Regions from separate parts of the Astyanax mexicanus genome. Here region 1 is linked to region 2. A link is a contact called in public Hi-C data. All regions are on one chromosome and are shown on one strand. The core of a region is the stretch at or near the end of the contact, and the rest is flanking DNA. Distances in the headings are between cores, read along the strand shown. Region 1 holds the start of bhlhe40 (basic helix-loop-helix family, member e40). Region 2 overlaps itpr1b (inositol 1,4,5-trisphosphate receptor, type 1b).

Evidence for each region. A called contact is a pair of places that touch in the nucleus more often than the background predicts.
Region 1: a Hi-C map of muscle shows a contact between it and region 2, with 11 times the contacts expected there. The contact joins the promoter of bhlhe40 here to the enhancer-like site in region 2. A contact is called at or near these places in 2 of 3 Hi-C or Micro-C datasets (both in muscle).

The regions. Positions count from the first base shown.
Region 1 is chr24:29,015,851-29,019,908 of AstMex3_surface, reverse strand. It overlaps bhlhe40 (basic helix-loop-helix family, member e40), which reads right to left and starts at 1,644. Exons shown (of 5, transcript XM_007254553.4): 1 at 1,266-1,644; 2 at 919-982; 3 at 397-504. The coding sequence starts at 1,342. The region is part of intron 2 of LOC111195404 (a long non-coding RNA gene); the gene reads left to right.
Region 2 is chr24:28,883,683-28,887,651 of AstMex3_surface, reverse strand. The region is part of intron 39 of itpr1b (inositol 1,4,5-trisphosphate receptor, type 1b); the gene reads right to left. Among protein-coding and RNA genes, the nearest start is that of itpr1b, 110 kb to the right of the region's middle. Within about 2 kb of position 2,086, the one cell type or tissue checked has an H3K27ac peak away from gene starts, as active enhancers do.

The DNA.
Region 1 (4,058 bases), core at 395-2,894, 130 kb before region 2:
CAGCGGGCATTGCAAAACATCTAACAAACCTAAAGCCTAAGCTTAGACTTGTTAAAAAACATTTCAAACTGTTTTAGTTCAGTTGAGATTCTACAAATTATATTTAAACTTTTTTTAAACTTCATGAGCATGCAAACTCAAAACTTGTGCTTGTGCATGCACCATCCTGTAAATGTATCACGGTCAAGCAAGTCAACCGCAATGAATAGCCAAGCGAATAGATAACAAATGAGTATACTAAACAGTCAAGTCAATAAATGCTTCGAATGCACGTCACAGCACAAAATAAAAGTGTGAAAAATAAGAAAACTCCTCCAGGTCAACCACCAGAGGACGCTTTAGAGCTCTGGTGCTCCACACACTCACTCCAATCCACTCCCACAGAGCTATACTTACAGTGAGTTTAAGGTGTTCAGGGAGCAAATCCTTCAGCTGAGCGATGCACTCGTTTATTCTGTCACGTCTCTTCTTTTCAATCAAGCGATGTGGCAGCTTGTACGTATCCTGTGGTGAACAAACAAGAGCATGTTCATTTTATAATGTTTAAATTAAAACTAGAATTAAAAGTTTACTAAACTACTATTCAAAACTTTAAAACATTTAAAAAACGATAAGCTCTAGCTGTGCAGCTTGCATGCGTGGGGCATGGACAGATAGATAAATAAATAAATAATCAATCAATTCATTCATTCATTAAATGCATATACAGGAACTTTTTTCTACAAGTGTAATGTTGTGAGCTGCACAAATGTATTAATATTTTATTTTGTTTAATTCCTTCAATTATAAATATTTCTGTATGTTTTAATGAATATTATTAACTAAATTAATAGCAGTGTACAATGTGTATAATATATATATATATATATATATATATATATATTCACCCATATATTTGATTGTTTTTTAAGTATTTACCTTGCTGTCGTCTCCTCGTTTCATGCCTCTCCGAGGTTTGTACACATACATTGGGAAATCCATTCTGAATAAGATTTGGAAAAGGGGAGAAATAATGAGAAAATAATAAAGAAAAAGTTAGTAAAATGACATTAAGTTGTATTTTTAGAAATATATGTTATAAGACTTGTTTTTCCCTATTTTAAAACAGATTAAAATGATTTAAGTTGCCTAGAAAGCCTGTGAGTCCAAATCCGTCCCGGGATTTCGCTCCAAGCTGCAGCAGAGCCGCCCAGGCAGTTGGAGCGAAATCCAGGGGCGAATTCCTACTCAGAGGACCTGAAATTGCCCCATTTCCAGCTACTTACCCCGGCATATCTGAAATATCCATAGAGGGGTGTTTGGTCATACACGGTGGAGGCTGTGCGCTTGTAATCCTTTCCATTTCGTCTCGTTTACGCGTAAAATAACGCAGGAAAAAACGATTTCTAACGAAAATGAAGCCGAAACAGCTTTTAAATGCTCATAAATTGCCAAAAACGAACTTGTTCTCAAAGAAATCCGCAGGGAAAGTGCATAACGTCCTTGCGTAAAGGTGGTTTGTCGTCAACTCAGACAGTTTTGAAGCTCCTCTCCTGTTAAATGTTTGTGTGAGAGTGTGTATGAAGGAGGAGTGTGTGTGTTGTATCTAGAGCTATATGTGTGTGGGAGGGTGAACTGGACTAGCTACGTGTTAAATAAAAAACCCTGTGACTACAGACACGTCTCTCTCTCTCTCTCTCTCTCTCTCTCTCTCTCTCTCTCTCTATCCCTCCCTCCCTCTCTCTCTCTCTCTCTCTCTCTCTAAACTGACCTACCTCCGTCACATGAGCCTCACGTGTTGGACGGCGCTGTTCCCCCCGCCAGTTCTCAGGACACTTCTTTTGTTATTCCCACCCGTTTTTCGGCACGCCCCGCCCCTAGCTTCTCCCGATTGGCCAGCGTAATCCCATTCAGTCCGTTCAGCCCGCCAATCGCAGATCAGCAGCGCGGAGAGGCACGGGTGGGCGGGGCTAAAGGATAGAGAAAAAAAGAAAACGTTCCAGAAGGTCCCCAGCCTGTGTCGCGTGTACCACCACGCGCTCTCTCGCTCGCTCGCTATCGCGCGCTCGCTCGCTCTCACACAGCGAGTCAAGCGCGCGCGAGCGCCGCTTACTACACAACAACAAGAACACGCACAAGAACACGCGCAGCGATTATTTCGTGTTTTTTTTGTATTTTGTTTTGCTACTTTAATCATGAACAGCAGAAAATAGATAGATGGAGACAGACAGACAAACGGAAGAATAAAAATAATAATAACAATTATAATATGCATATTTAGCATGATTTACAGCAAATAGTGGCTTACTTAGATAGACAGACACAGTTGGATTACAGATAAATACATAGACTGTTAGATAGACAGATTTTTTGTTTTTTTAATAATAAAAAATGTGTTTTTAGTTTATTATAATAGCAACAATAACAATAATATGCTTAGCATGATTTGCAGCATTATTTACAGCATATAGTGGTTACTTGGATAAACACAGTTTGATTATAGATAGATCGATAGATAGACAGACATAAATATTGTTATAATAAAATGTTTTAGTTAATAATAACTAACATTTAATAAAATGCTTAGAAGGATTTGCAGTATTATTTACAGCATGTAGTAACGTATGCAGACAGACTGACAGACAGTTGGATATAGATGGATGGATAGAAGTACAGACAGACGATTGGATGTCTCTCTCGCGCATGAGTCCACACGTGCTACTTACTACATAACAAGAACACAAACACGGATTATTTGGGGGGGTTGGGGGGGTTAATAAAAATGTGTTTTAGTTGGATTGTTTTTTAAATGATAGACAGACATGCAAAGTAATAATTCAATTGGTTCTTTTTTCATATTGCTTTACATCATTAGATACAGAACATAGCATATACTGGTTTATAACATGTTTAGCTTTAGATTAAATGGACATTTTTCTCATCTGAACCAGGATGCATTGATTTGGGCTGTGCATGAAAACTGATCCCCTGTCAGTGTCATGTAAAATGGGTGTTTAGGACTTAGTCAGTTTGAGGAGCAGCCCAGGGGTCAGATCAGTGTACCACGAGAGAAGGTGTAATAAGATGAAACCAGAGGTCAGACCACAAATTCTTTAAAACACACCACTCTCTAGCACTCTGTACACTCCTATTCTATTCTATTCTGTTCTATTCTATTGGCAGTAGTTCTCTATAAGAGCTAGACCAATTGTGTGCATTTGCACCGCTGTGTCAGCAATAGGTGCAACTTAAAATATGTTAATGCATTTATCAGAAGGGTTGTCAATTTGGAGTAGATAGACAGACGACAGACTTCCACAGACACTAAACAAGCTTTGTGTGTGCATTTGCACATCTGTGTCAGCAATGGATTAAGTGTAAGATTATCGATAGATATCAGAGCTCGCGCTGTGTGATTTAATAGGTGATCAGACTGGTGATTCATGCTGATGAGCGCAGGACCGAGGCTCGTGCAGGCTGTTGTTGTTGTCCAGGTCCAGCTCGTGCACTCACCGTATCACCGACACCGCTCTCGGGCACGTGCGGCACCACACTCTCTTTTCTGTGCCGCGCGCGCGCTCTCCCGCTCCGGTCACGTTGATCTGCTCATGGCGCGGACTGAAATCCCGCCGCTGACGTCACACAGCCAGAGCGCGCGCCCTTTTACTTATATCATTATTTATTATTAACCGGGTGGCGGCGGGACACGCGCGCGCCTGATCGAGTTTTTTTTGCGGGGGGGGTAAACAGCGGTCACGTGATGTTTATTTTCTGGGTGAAGCAAATTTATCAGCTTCTGATTGAAATGCCCGATTACATCTCACACACACACACACACACAAACACAGACACACACTCTCTCTCTCTTTCTCTCTGTTTACCTTTCTGTAAGATTAATGATTTAAAGTACAGCTTTTATTAAGTAAAGCTTTATTGTGAATGTAATAACAATAATATTATTTAAGAATCACAACAATTATTACAACAAAACAAATCAATTATTACAAAATAAGAGACATCAGTAGTTAATAAAATACCAATAATTAAAAATGATTATATTGATCCTCTTTATTTCTCTA
Region 2 (3,969 bases), core at 837-3,336:
TTAAAATATATGTATATATATATCTATATAAATTAATTAATAAGAATAAATATATATATATATATAAACTATGTTTAAAATAATAAAGCATGTACAGCCAGGATTCCAAAATATTGTACTGGATAAAGTTCAATTAAAAAGTGGTTTAAAAAGATACTGTGGTATAAATATATAAAGGTAAATATAAATCCAAATGGGCGTGACCTTCATTAAAGCCTTGTTTTATTAAGTAAATGAAGTTGAATTGCTTTATAGTGAAATAACTTCATACAGAAGCTCTGTGTGTGTGTAAGTGTGTGAGAAAGTGTGTGTGTGTGTGAGAAAGTGTGTGTGTGTACAGGGGGTCATACAGTACGCCCAGTTTGACAATGTGGCAATGAGTCTGCATCCCAGTCAGGAACTGGAAGAGTTAACAGGTGAGAGCAGACTTTAAAATGGGCCAATGCCCCTTCAAACAATCTTGCTTTATCACCCGCCATGCCAAAGTGTGTGTGTGTGTGTGCCAGTGTCTCTCTCGGTAAACAGCCCCCGCCACACTTTTATTGGCAATTACTGCAGAAGGTCACACATCAGCAGAGAGACTGAATTCCAGGAAAAAAAAAAAAAAGGGGCGAGCGGCGGGTCTTATGTAACCGCTGCCGGAGAGCTGGCGACCGCCCAAGAATCGTGCAGCACACAGGAAGGAAACTGGGACACTGCTACTCTCACACACACACACACACACACACACACACACACACACTCACACACACTCACACACACCCCGATATACGGGCAAGCAACCGCACACTCAGACATGAACACATCTCCTCCTACTGAGGGCTGGAGGTACTGCAGAGGATTACACCAGCACACACAGACATACAGTTGAGAGAGAGAGAGAGAGAGAGAGAGAGAGAGAGATGAATAAGAAATAGATGGACAGAGAGATGGATGCAGAGAGAGAGACAGCGATAGAGACATATAATCAAAAAACAGACAGATGTACAGCAAGAGAAATCTGGACAGATAGACAGAGACACAGAGAAAGAGAAAGAAAAGATAGATAAACATACAGAGACAGATAACCAAATAAATAGACAGATGTACAGCAAGAGAAGGCTGGACAGATAGACAGAGAGACACAGAGAAAGAGAAGATAGGCAGAGAGGGAGGAAGAGAAGGAGGAAGAGAAAGAAAAGAGGGGGAGAGAAAGAGACAGACAGAGGCAGATAATCAAAGAAACAGACAGATGTACAGCAAGAGAAGGCTGGATAGATAGATAGAGACACACAGAGAAAGAGAAAGAGGGACAGGGAGGAAGGAAAGAAGCGAGAGAGAGAGAGAGTTAAAAAGAGACAGAGACAGAAATATTATTGTAAGCTGCAGGCTGAGAGCTTTACAGCAGCCCACGGACGCACGGACGCACACACACACACACACACACACACACACACACACACACACACACACACACACACACACACGACAGAACCTAAAGCCATATTATCCCAATCCATCTTACACATTACATAAGAACCAGAGAGAGAGAGAGGGAGAGAGAGAGAGATAAAATGGAAAAGACTGTAACTTTCTGCTTCTACTGAAAGGTCAAATTGTGCATCATTCTACGCCCTTAAATGAACATTTTTTTACTGCAGTATTGAAATTACTTTTATTTATTTGGGAAAATACACGTAGGATGTTTAATTTATGAAAAGGTGAAAACAGGGGCAAGATTTTTTCATCATTTACATAGAAATACAATTTAGAGCATAAAATCGTATATTTTCATCTATTTTTTTTTTCTTTTCTGCATTTTCCCATTTTCTCCCCAATTTACACGGCCAATTATCCAACCCACTCACTAGGACTACACCTATCACTAGTAATACCCCAACACACCAGGAGGGTGAAGACTAACACATGCCTCCTCCAATACATGTGAAGTCAGCCACCGCTTCTTTTTGAGCTGCTGCTGATGCAGCATCGCCGAGTAGCATCACAGCGCGCTCGGAGGAAAGTGCAGCGACTCGGTTCTGATACATCAGCTCACAGACGCCCTGTGCTGCGGACATCACCCTAGATAGATTTTATAGTACTGTTCATTAGTAAATCACAGTACAGTTACATAGAATAGTGTTGAACACTATTACAATACAGTATAGTATTGCAGAGTAGTGTATTGTAAATGTAATGTACTGTAAGGTAATGCAGTACAGCAGTGTTCTCTACTGTAGTGCAGTATAATACAGTGTTGTAGTGTAGTAGTTTAGTACAGTGATGCTCAATAGTGCAGTACAATACATAGAGTATTAAAGTATAGTGCTGTAGCGTAGTGTAGTAGAACACAGTTGTACAGAGTAGCGTTTTAATAGCAGTGAAGCATAGTACATAAATACTGTATTTGGTAGAGTAGTACAGTATAGTATTTAATAAGTATTATATACTGCACATTTCTAAGCAAATAAAGAAGAACTAAGCTCTTTTCAACAGCATCTAAACAGTCCTGATCTCTATTTCACACTTTACCCTGAAAGCGTCTGCAGGCTAACACCTATAAACAACACCTCAGTTCCTCTCTACATAAGACACACATTCACACACACACACACACACACACACACACACACTACACTCATTCAAACACAGAGCAGAGTGCACGCAAAGGTCAGACACCTCTCACTCCACACACACACACACACACACACTTTCAGCCTGAACAAGCTGAGAGATATTGTGGTACCACTTTAAAATAAGACTACCTTTATGAAGGGTTTATAAATGGTTTACAATTAGCTTATTAATGGTTACTATCTAGGTTGTAAATGCCTTAAAAATCATTAATAATCAGTTATAACACATATACATAGAAAGGGCAACAATATAGATACAATATAGGCTGTGGGTTCATAATTTGGCAAACAACAGGACATTGTTGCCCTTTCTACTTGATTACTAATGATTTTTAAGGCATTTACAATCTAATTAGTAACCATTAATAAACTAATTATTTATTTAGTTTATTAATGCACAACCCCACAACACAACCAAAACATGCACTTGTTACTTTCCAGACGGCCTGAGTTCAAAATCCAAACCTTACATAACTGCACAACGTAATAAAAAAATAAAATCGTTCATCAACAGTTGTTTACATCTGAACTTCTGTGTGATAAGAACACTCAGGCAGAGGTCAGTCGGTCCCACACACACTGCCAAACTTCCAGCACACTGAACGTGACAACGTTCACCAGTACGAGAGGAGGAGGAGGAGGAGGGCACATCAGGACACTCACTGCTTCAGTACTGTGAGGACACTGTGAGGACACTGTGAGGATTAGCTCAACCAGACCAGTGATCTGAGACTATGACTGACTGAACGATTGTGATTAAAAATAATTGTGATAAATGATATTATATGTATTTATGTTGCCATTTTATGTAAATTATATATAAATAATTATAAAATACCACAGTAGTGGTCCAGCGGTCTAAAGCGCTGCCACTATGAGCCGGAGGTCACTGGTTTTAACCCCCCGCTCATGCAGCTTTGCCATCAAGCTGCCGGCGCTCAGAGAGGGCACAATTGGCCCTGCTCCCTCCGGGTGGGTAGATGGCGCTCTCTCCCCACATCACTCCTACGGTGATGTCCACAGAACAGGGCATCTGTGAGCTGATGTATCAGAATAATGGCTTTTACTAGCGCTAAACTTAATATTGTTAATAAACGCAAGTGCTTTACTCACCCAAATAAACAGTTTTCAGGAGAGAAATATGTGTAGATTAACATCCAGAACTTGTTTGACTTTGAAAGAAAATTCTTTTTGTTTACTAAGATGCTTCCCCCAACTTTCTCATTAGAAGAAAAAATGGCAACACCCTTGTTCCTTACTATTGTCGCTTAAATGCGCTTTACAATCCAGTGCATCTTATATATGAAAACAGACGTTCACTGATAGAGTGCCTTATAATACAGTGCACCTTGCA